Linked DNA regions of Mus musculus: regions 1 and 2 are each linked to region 3. The links are chromatin contacts, called in public Hi-C maps. All regions are on one chromosome and are shown on one strand. Each heading gives the region's core, a stretch centred on a gene start, on an enhancer-like site or on the middle of the called end of the contact. The rest is flanking DNA. Distances are from core to core; before and after follow the strand shown.

Region 1 (3,589 bases), core at 308-2,807, 140 kb after region 3:
TTAAAAGTCTGTGGAGTTCACCAGTTCTCCATAGTGGATGGACACAGGAGGAAATTTGCTGAGACAGCAGGGATGTCCTGGTATGGAGCATCAGCCTGCAGAGTCCTGGGTGGAAACACTGCCTTGTAGCTCTGGGGTACCAGCCACAGATGATCCCTCTTGTACAAATAAAACTGATTTGGGGTGCCAGAAGAAAAGGAAAACCTAAGTTTCCACCCTAGCTTTGGGAGCCATGTATGGTGTCAGTGGGACAATTTGGTGTGTATTGGGGAATATGGTCCTACCCCACCTTCACCCATGACCCATCTTGCTTCTGCTGTCCCCGTGTCCCTCCTAACCCATCTATGCATTGTCTTCATGAGTTTCTTTGGTCTTTACTGAAGGAAGAGAGAGGAGAGTAGGATTGGAACTGATTAGAATGGGAGATTCAAACTGTCAAAGCACAGAACTTTCCCAAGAAGCTGTTTTTATTTCCCTATGGCAAACTGTCCTTTCTGGAATGTTCAGAGATGATAATGTTGTGGAATCCCCAGACAAGTCTCTTGTGGGGATGATGTTAGGTAGCGAGCGCCCTTTTAGTATGCTGGTTGATCTTTCATAGTCTTAGTCTTTTGTTACTTAATAAGAAATCAGCTATAAATAAAATGTATTTTTGTAATTTCCATGTGTATATATGGTATATTTCTACCAATGGCCAGTTGTAGTCCAAATCCGAAATCAGCTTGCAGAACACTGTGGCCAGTGCAAGATTTTACTGACAGACTAATACGATGCCTAAACCTAGCCACACGGGCATTTGATGCACATGAATGAGCAAAGAGCCAAAGAAACTCAGCCTTTTCATGCAAATGGTGTAAGACTGATATCGCCAGCTACATCGCTCCACTTTATCAATAATATCAGCTTTCCATCCATGCGGCGTATCAACTTGGGACTTTGTGGACTTGGCAAATGCTTGGAATGTGAGAAAGAAGTTTCTAGACTGTATGCTTCAAAAAGACAGTGTCTAAGCTTTGGGCTCCAGTAACTTCCAGAAAGATCATGAATCCAGAGTTAACAGTGGTGTAGCTCCAGATTTCTAGGAAGATGAAGCTGCCGCTTGCTGGAGTCTTGGCAGAACCCATGAAATGTTTAGTTCATCGGGACAATTAAAATAGAGCCTGGTAAATCAGCTGCCCTTTTCAGCTAGACACCATGGGTTCCAGAAGTCTATGCAAAGAAAAGCTTAAATTAATGAAAACATTGCTATGCTCATGTTTTTCTACCATGATTAAAGTCTCCTGGGACTAAGATGTTGTTCTTTCCCTAAAGAGTCTCCTAATGGTATAGAGGTGATAGGTCCCCAGATAGGAGACTCTGAGAAGTTCAGATGGTTAAAATCATTTGATATAAAAAATGAGATGAGGTCCCAAGGGAGCCCAGAGGAGGCAGCAGTGAGCTCAGATCATCATGACCTTCCAGACAGTCACAGAAGCCATTGAGGATCTCAGTGGTTTGCAAGGAGGAAGCCAAACTCCAGACAAGTGGAGGGTGGAGCCCCAGCCTGCTGACTCATGCTCCAGCCTGCTGACTCATGTCCCAGCCTGCTGACTCATGCCCCAGCCTGCTCTCCATTTCACCACGCTGCCTGTACACTTGTTGGGGACACATTTCTTTAATTGTGCCCAGAACTTTAAAAAAAAAAAAATAGGTAGGGTTTCTGTGAGATTCCATAATACTCTTGCCAAGAAGGAGGAGGAGGAAGAAGAGGAAGAGGAAGAGAAGATGATCAATTTGGTTGTTTCCAGAGAGTTCCACTAAAGAAACTATGTCCTTAGTTGCCAGTGAAGCTTATGGGGGTAACTTACTCAATTCAGCACCGTGGATTAAAAAGGCAAGCAGGGATGCTCTGACATTCTGTCACTGCATCAGGTGATCCAGTAGGGTGGGGACATAAAGGCCTCCTGTGTGGCCTGGTACCTGAGATCTGAGGTTGTGCAGAATCAGGACGGTAACTGTGAGCTATGGAATGGGGGGACATCACCTCCGGAAGGGTTCGAAGCAGTTCACTGTCCCATGAAAGATAATGCTGTGCACTCATTATTTTAAAAGCCCAGGAGAAGAGCAACAGACAGACAGACAGACAGACAGAGAAACAAAAAAAGTAACATGCAATTTCTGAATAATCTTAATACAAGAAAGAAAATGGTAAGATCTGTGATTCAGAAGAAATCCTTCTGTGGGGGATGGTAGACTGGAGGGGCGTGACGATTCTTATATCTAAGTAAAAGCAATGTTTCCCTGCCAGGCAAAACTTGAAATAGATCAAAAACTATTGATTTCATATAAATGAGCCCCATTTTTCCCCACAGAGTACACAAGTATTCAAAAGTTCAATGAATAATGAATGTAATGGAAATTTTCAAGTTCAAGAAAAAGGTTTGGGCTTAAGCCCAATCTTAGAGTTTGGACTTCCCTTACAAAGTACAGTCCAAGACTCCCTAAGGTGTGATGTACAGTTTAGCTTGTGACCACCCTCAAAGGTGTTCTAGTCTCAAGGACCAAAAACCTGTCCAGCCTGGCTCCAGCTCAGGGACTGACTGGAAGAGACTGGGACAAAGGGCAAAGGAGACATCAGCCAGCCCACCTCTCTCTCTCTCTCTCTCTCTCTCTCTCTCTCTCTCTCTCTCTCTTTCTCTCTCTCCCACTCTCTCCTCTGCAGCTCCCATCTGTCTCTCTCAGCACATGTGTTCCACCACCCCCTCGCTTGCCTGGGCCATCCAGCGTCCCCACTAATGCATATGGAACCAAATACCAACCTCAGAACTCACACCACACCTTTCCTTCCCAGTGCAGACTACTCTTGAACTAGCATCTTTGAGCTTCCTTACACAAACGTTTGAGAACCTGATTGGTCCAGTTCATACCTGCCTGTGGTGGATAAGCCACGCTCAGGGCAGGTGCCCATCCAGTCAGCTGTAAGCAAAGAGGCAGGGTTCTGTCATATAAGCATGGTTCCTGGATTGACCCGTTTGGCAGGGGCTCTAGTTGAGGGTTGGTACCCCAAGGAAGGATCATGATCGGCCGGACTCCTTAAAGGAACCTGCCACAGATTGGAACTGACCATAAGTATCCCTAAGATACCACCTGTCAGCCTGCACTCAGAGGGCAGTCCTCTTGATACCGCCCTCCGTATGAGGAAAAGGCACCTCCCACTTGTACGTGAGGTGAGAGTGCACACACCTGGTCGTCTGGTAGACTGGCCAGACTGCCCCCCAGACCCTCCCCACCCCTACCCAACCTAGTTACTGCTGCTGGGCTGCAGAAGAGATCTCTGACCAAGGCCCAGTTAACCCGATGCCATGCTCAGCAGACAATAAATACTTGTAAATTGAATTGCATGATCTTAGCTCGGGTGCTATTAATGTGGCTCCCGGCCACACATTTGCATGGATGAGAAAACTGACGAGCCTCTCCATAGAGTCTCTCTGAGACAAAATCGGTTTCAAGTGAAAATGACGTCGCAGTGGCTCTGAGCTTCCGGCTAGAAGTGACACGTTCTGAGAACAGAAAGGGCTCCTGATTGCTTAGGCGAACTGTTACAGAATCT
Region 2 (3,322 bases), core at 700-3,199, 130 kb before region 3:
GGCCAAGCATTGTCACATGCTTTCCTCATTTTCTCCTGTTCACAGTGTGCAGCTAATAGTGAGACTTCAGTGAAAATTACATTAATGGTTTCTTCAACATCATTTTCTATGTATGTATGTATGTATGTATGTATGTATGTATGTATGTATGTATGTATCTATCTATCTATCTATCTATCTATCTAATCTATCTCTATCCACCCACCCACCCACCCACCCACCCATCTACCCACCTAAGTTCTTGCTATGTAGCCTAGGCTGGTCTTGAATTTATACTCCTCTGGCCTCAGCCTTCTAAGGGCTGGAATTATAGGCAAATGCCAGGTTTTCCAACACGTTTTTAATTCTAGACAGCCAAGAAGGCAGCCTGTCAAGTGTTTGCCAATCCACTGGCAAATTTCAAGCAACTTGCCTGCTATCATTGAACATGAAGAAACACACCTCATTTCGCAGAGACAGAAATAACCTCAAGCATGGAGATTACAGGATGTACAGCCCAATTAGTGTAAAGTGGCGAGTGCAAGCCATCCCTGCAAGGTTGTTATCAATAGAAGAACATTAAAATGGTTTCCTGACCTTTATGAAGGTATTACAAAGGCCCCTATCATGGTCGGAGTATTTACAGAAATGAGCCGAGGAAGAAGAGGCTTATGTGGTGTAATATGCAAAACATTGCCACTGTGAAGAGTGGTTTATCTTATCCCACCTCCGTTATGCAACACCTCTTCTGTCCTTGGCCAATTGCTACGTTCTTTACTAAGTTGTGATGTCTTGGATTTCATACTTAGTCTGTTGCTTATCTCCACTGTCCAGCAGTTCCTCTAACCTGAATTTCTCAGGATTGCTTCCTCCATAGAGTATCTGTCTTCATGTTTCTGGACAGAACCACTTTGCTTGTATATGCTGATGAATTTGTCCTTCCCAGGTCCCCAAGATTTATCTGAATAATCCACACAGCACAACACATGTGTCAGCCTTCCCACCATCAGCTACTGGTTCTCTGAGTCCAGTTACCTTTACTCCAGTGCCTGCCTCTGTTGTCACTCTCCTTTGCTAGACAAGTCTTCAGTCTCTCCCTCTCCCTCTCTGTTTCTGTCTGTCTGTCTGTCTCTCTCTCGTGTGTGTGTGTGTGTGTGTAGTGTAGTGTAGTGTAGTTATGTGTACATGTGTGTAGATATGCACAGGCCCTTGTAAAGGCACAGGCCAGAAGAGGATGCCAGGTGTCTGTCTGTCTGTCTGTCTGTCTGTCTGTCTGTGTTTTAGGTCAGGTTCCTTCTCACGGATCCTGAAACTCATCATTTTGCCTCCCCTCTCCATCTCCCAGCCCACCCCCCCACCCCACCCCCAGTGCTGGAATTGTAGGTACACACAACTTTGCCCAGCTACTACCTGGCTGCTGGGGAATTTGAACACATGCCCTCTGGCTTTCACACTAAGTGCTCTTACCACTGAGACCCCCTCCCCAGCTCTTGAGTATCCAGTGTTGTAAAATATTATGTAGGCTTATTACTCTGGAAGACTGAAAGGAAGCCCAGCCACACCCTTCTCTGTCTGCTGGAACTGATGACAGCTGGGCAGTTGCTAGTCTTGGAAGAACTGTGTGACTGGCCACTGTGTGGGAGGCATGTGTATTAGTGATTTGTAGACTGGAGGGTTAACAAAGGTTGCTGATACGGTCATTGACACTATGCTGAGACCAACTTGGTCTACACAGGGAGTTCTAGGCTAGCCAGTACTATATAGTAGGACCCAGACTAAGGGAGGGAGGGATGTAGGGAAGGAAGGAGGGAGGAAGAACAACAAAAAATGAGTCTGTATTATAGGCAAATTAGTGTTACTTAACTAAAATGGTGGTAAATGGGATTCATGCACGTTGGAACCATGGACTGTGAGCACTGGCTGTGTCAATTGATTTTTAATGGTGTCTAATTGTAACTTTTGTAATTCAATTTAAGAAGAATGACTAACAAGTAGCTCCCAGAAGTCTTGGAATCTTAGTAATCCGCTCTCACAAGCCACATCCAGCTGGTACAAGCCACATCCAGCTGGTACAAGCCACAACCAGCTGGTACAAGCCACATCCAGCTGGTACAAGCCACATCCAGCTGGTACAAGCCACATCCAGCTGGTACAAGCCACATCTAGCTGGTACAAGCCACAACCAGCTGGTACAAGCCACATCCAGCTGGTACAGCCACATCCAGCCCGTCTCTGCATTCAGACTTTCCCACTGATGTCCCTAATTCAAATTAGGAAGCTGGGGCCTGTGACTCCAATCCCCAGGAAGGATGATGGAGCCAAAGTTGACACTTTCTTAGCTCTCCTCAAACCTGCATTCAAATAACCAAAATAATTATAACAACCCCACAGCCTTATTGTATAACTTCTTGGTTTTCATTCAAAGAATATTTGACAATTCAATAACTTTTCATTAAAAAATCATTTTTGACTACACTGTGTCTGTTCTTCACGATTAGCTGGGCTTTAAAAATTGTACTCTGGCAACAAATAACCCCCAATGTTTTAGGAGCTGAAAATGTTAGTCTTATCTAGCAGTGCTGGCTGCAGATCTGGGCACAGCTGCAGGTTTGTTCATTTGTAGGGTTCTGGCAGAAGGAGTTGGGAATATTGGACATGCTTCCCTCATGGAACGTGGTTGGTCCGTTCTTCCTTTCTTCCTTCCTCCTTCCTTCCCTACACCCATCCTTCCCTTAGTCTGAGTTCTACTATGTAGCTCTGACTAGCCTGGAACTCCCTGTGTAGACCAAGTTGGTCTCAGAGACCTGCCTGCCTCTGCCTCCAGGGTGCTGGGATTAACGGCTTTAACATTGTTCTTGGAGTGGAACTGTACACAGTAGCTTTTGTGATATGCCATTAGCTAAGAACAAGAGACTTGAGGGGAAGATCAGCGCTGCATTTGTGGCACAGTCGTTGTGGGGAACTCCATTGTTCTACATGGCGAGAGAAGAAACCACCCCAGTTCTGTCCTTATGAGGCCGGTTAGCTTTTCAAAAGCTGCTAAAGTCCAGGATCAATATTTTAAAGAAATTCTTTGCTTAAGCTAAAGTATCTGCTTCCTGTAACCCAAATGTGTGGTCTATCAGTCAGCAAGGGCGTCACGAGGAGTTTGTTAGAAAGAGATTCTGGGTGACCTTCCCAAGCTTTAATGCTTAGACCCACCAAGCGAATGTCTCTGCTCAGAAGCCCTCTTCAGGGAAAGAGCAGGAATTCTCTCTTCCTCTCTCTACTTTCTCTGCATTCTCAGATATATGGCTTCCTTGACTCTCTTCTCTCTTCCTTCCCCCTCTACTTGGCATCATTA
Region 3 (3,250 bases), core at 303-2,802:
CGGTATTACAAGTTTTAGGATTTGAGTGAGGGTGGGCCAGTGTGATGCATCTCCATGACATCTACAGAGGCCTGCCATCCGCATCTCTACTCTCTCCAGCAAGCCATGGGCATGGCTGTGTGGCAGCTCCTCCTTTCCATCTGCCTTCTCCTTCTCCTCACCCTCTTTCTCTTCTTCTTTTCCTCCTCCTCCCCTTCTCTATTTGTTTTCAATGCAGAGTCTCACTCTGTACCCCAAACTGGCCTTGAACCTACTTCAGCCTCTCAAGGGCTGGGGTTGCCGACTGCACCACCTCTCTGCTCCTGTGTGGCTGCTTGCTGTGCTGCCTTTGGTGTGATGGTAGCTGTGTTCCCAAAACTTGGTCTCGGTAGAGCATTTTTTCAGCCTCCAAACAAAGCCTTTAAGCCAGGTGCTATCCCAAGGTAAACTCCTTCCCAGTTGTCCCTACTCGGGCTTGTCGGCAATGAAACTCTTGACTGATATCCACATGTATAACAGATATCAAATAACTGTAAGCACTTGCTACTCTGTAACATTGATTTATTTTTAGAACATAACTAGTTTTTCTACTAGAGTTCACCAGGAAAGACTATGGGAATATTCCCTGTTAGTCAGGGAATCGACCATGCCGTGCTATATCAAATGCTTGTGTATAGATCTCCAGAGTGGAAACCCATGGTTGCCCTGATGAATCTAAGCTATCTTGTCATGCATGCCACAAAAATGCAAAACTTCAACACTCAGAATGAAAGATGGTAAAGCCTGTGCTCACACTGGCATTTGGGATGCTCTAGGGTCCATGTGTTCACTGGCATTTGGGATGCTCTAGGGTCCATGTGCTCAAACTGGCATTTGGGATGCTCTAGGGTCCATGGGTAGAAAGCTTTTTAATAGTTGACAAATATTTCATACCTGGCTTTCCAATCTGACTATAACAGGCACAAAAGTTTCTCTCTTGAGCCTAGGCTGCTAACTTCTCTACCCATCGCTTCAGCCTTAAAATAGGACATTAGGAGTCCCTTCTTTATAGTATCACTGTGAGGTTTGAATGCAGTTATAAATCTGTAAGGCTCAGACTACCCTGCCAAATCATGAAGCTAATATTAGCCCAAGATAATCATTTATTTAAAACTTGTTTTGTGTGAGTAACTTGCCTTAGGCCATTTCACAGCTACTTTCCCATTTCTCCAGGTGATCCTGAGAGTAAGACTGGGGCAGGAGAGATGGCTCAGTGGATAGAGGCATTTACTGGAGCTGGGTTGTTGAGACCCACATGGTGGAAGGAGAGAACTGACTCTTGAAAACTGTTCTTTGACCTAAGCACGTATATGAGGCACAGACAGGTAAACTGACTTGCCTGAGATCACATGTTAAGTATGTAGAAAGCTGGGGTTCAAACCTATGTTCTGTCTGTTTCCCCGGCTCAGCTTCATAAACACTGATGTCAGGAGGGAAACGAGCTCAAAGAAAATTGCACAAAGTAGAGAAATCTGAGCCTGTGAACTTTCATAAATGTCACATCCATTCCAGGCCTCTGCCTCTGGGGCTCTGTGGTTGTGTGGTGTCATTGTCCTCAGGAACAAGCACAAAGGGCAGATGACACCCTCTCTCAGCTGCTGCTCCACAGTGGTCAAAAGCAACAGCTGAAGGCTGCCAGTCCACTTGAAATAAACCACACTTAGCATTTCCAGGAGAAAACATCGTTTTTTTTTTTTTTATATTATGGACTATTTGGGAGTCTACTGAACAAGTCCACTACAGCATAGGAGAAAATGAAAATAAAATAAATGAATTTCTATTGAATAGACAATCCTGTGGTAGAGAAGACAGGCCTTGCTGCGGAGGGATGGAAGGTGTGGCTTGCAAATGTATCAGCTTCCAATGGATGGTGTTCTCTGGAAGGCGTCTTTGGTAGCTAGCAACAGTCAGGCTAGCTCTGTGAGAGATTTTCCTGGAAGGCTGAGGTATATAGTGCATATGTGCATGTGTGCATGTGCGCATGTATGTGCCATGGGGAGAATAGAGATCAGAGGACAACTTTTGGAGTAAGTTTTCTCCTTCCACCTAGGTTTCAGGGCAGGGTGTCTCTTATCACTTCTGTTTTTTGTTGTTGTTGTTGTTGTTGTTGTTGTTTTTGGTTTTTTGGTTTTTTGGTTTTTTTTTTTTTTTTTTTTTGCTTTCGTCTTTGCGTCCTATGTTGCCATACAAGAGCTGGGGTTACAGATCCACACCAGCACACCCAGGTTGAAGTGGGTTCCAGGTTGAGTCATCAGGCTTGTGTAGCAAATGCTTTGATCTTCGGAACTGCCTCATCAGTCTCTTTTGAGACATCTGGACTACTTAAAAATTGACAACCCGGAAAATCCCCACAGGCTGTCTTTTTGGAGAGCAAGAATTAGATGGCCTTGGAGCAGACTAGAGGAAGAACAAACAAAAGCAAAGGGAAGGTTTGTGCAGAAACCACTGGGAAAACCTGTGACAATGAAAGGAAGGACAAGTTACTCCCCAGTTGCAGACACTGACCCCTGCAAGCCACAGCTGCCCACACTGCTTCCTACTGAGTGGGCTTAAGGGTATCTCAACAGTGTCTCTCCTTAGCATTCCCCACCCCACTGTTTCTGTTGAGACAATTTTCCATAGTGCAGGCTAGTCTAGAAATTACTACATACATTGGCTGGCTTTGAACTCAGCATTCTTTTTGCCTCCCAAGTACTGAGATTAGACTGTGAGCCAGCGCATCTTGTTGCTCCCACCTCTTTCCCTATGTTCCCTGTTTCCTATCTTCTTTCTTTTGTGGTACTGGGATTAAATCCAGGGCCAGGCAAGTGTAGTCCTGCTTAGCAATTTCAACCCCTTTTTACACTTCGTGTTTTAAGATGGAGTCTACTTAAGTTGCCCAGGCCAGCCCTGGAGTTACCCTGTAGCCCAGACAGGTCTTGAATATTCAATTCTCCTGCTTTAGCCCTAATGTTCTCATTTTCCATGCCAGATTTAGAGGACTTCAATGAAAATCCAAGCCCTATAAAATTCCTTTGTCGTTTCAAAGCATTATCTCTCTTGACTTCCATATTCCTTTGCTTTCCTTCGAGGAGGCTCAGAGCAGTGTCTCAATGGGCTTCCCCCGAGCACTTCCTGGTGTCTTCATTTAATCATGGTTTTATGAACTCTTCATATGCCAACCACACAGTTTTGCAGCCTTAGAGTCATGCTCAGGAGACAGACACTGGTATGTTTTATCCCTGCAGACAAT

Evidence for each region. Hi-C and Micro-C count contacts between places; a contact is called where the count stands out from the background.
Region 1: a contact with region 3 is called in a Hi-C map of myocytes, with 2.0 times the contacts expected there. The contact joins two enhancer-like sites. A contact is called at or near these places in 1 of 15 datasets of contacts at CTCF or cohesin (embryonic stem cells), 11 of 484 Hi-C or Micro-C datasets (the C2C12 cell line, CD8 T cells, the G1E-ER4 cell line and 7 more), 2 of 115 datasets of contacts at active chromatin or transcription factors (both in embryonic stem cells) and 1 of 9 other capture datasets (embryonic stem cells).
Region 2: a contact with region 3 is called in a Hi-C map of myocytes, with 3 times the contacts expected there. The contact joins two enhancer-like sites. A contact is called at or near these places in 8 of 39 promoter capture datasets (the 3T3-L1 cell line, 3T3-L1-derived adipocytes, cranial neural crest and 4 more), 6 of 484 Hi-C or Micro-C datasets (the G1E-ER4 cell line, differentiating embryonic stem cells, embryonic stem cells and 2 more), 3 of 115 datasets of contacts at active chromatin or transcription factors (embryonic forebrain, embryonic stem cells and forebrain) and 1 of 9 other capture datasets (embryonic stem cells).

What each region holds. Positions count from the first base shown.
Region 1 is chr2:104,144,114-104,147,702 of GRCm38.p6, reverse strand. It overlaps D430041D05Rik (RIKEN cDNA D430041D05 gene), which reads left to right. Exons shown (of 21, transcript NM_001368844.1): 21 at 1-3,589. Among named protein-coding and RNA genes, the nearest start is that of A930018P22Rik, 23 kb to the right of the region's middle. Within about 2 kb of position 1,557, at least 68 of the 459 cell types and tissues checked have an H3K27ac peak or open chromatin away from gene starts, as enhancers often do. A contact at or near this core is called in myocytes, where this site is marked.
Region 2 is chr2:104,418,453-104,421,774 of GRCm38.p6, reverse strand. No RefSeq gene overlaps it. Among named protein-coding and RNA genes, the nearest start is that of Gm35606, 6.6 kb to the right of the region's middle. Within about 2 kb of position 1,949, at least 5 of the 459 cell types and tissues checked have an H3K27ac peak or open chromatin away from gene starts, as enhancers often do. A contact at or near this core is called in myocytes, where this site is marked.
Region 3 is chr2:104,285,388-104,288,637 of GRCm38.p6, reverse strand. All of the region lies in intron 1 of D430041D05Rik (RIKEN cDNA D430041D05 gene), which reads left to right. Among named protein-coding and RNA genes, the nearest start is that of Gm22501, 59 kb to the right of the region's middle. Within about 2 kb of position 1,552, at least 3 of the 459 cell types and tissues checked have an H3K27ac peak or open chromatin away from gene starts, as enhancers often do. A contact at or near this core is called in myocytes, where this site is marked.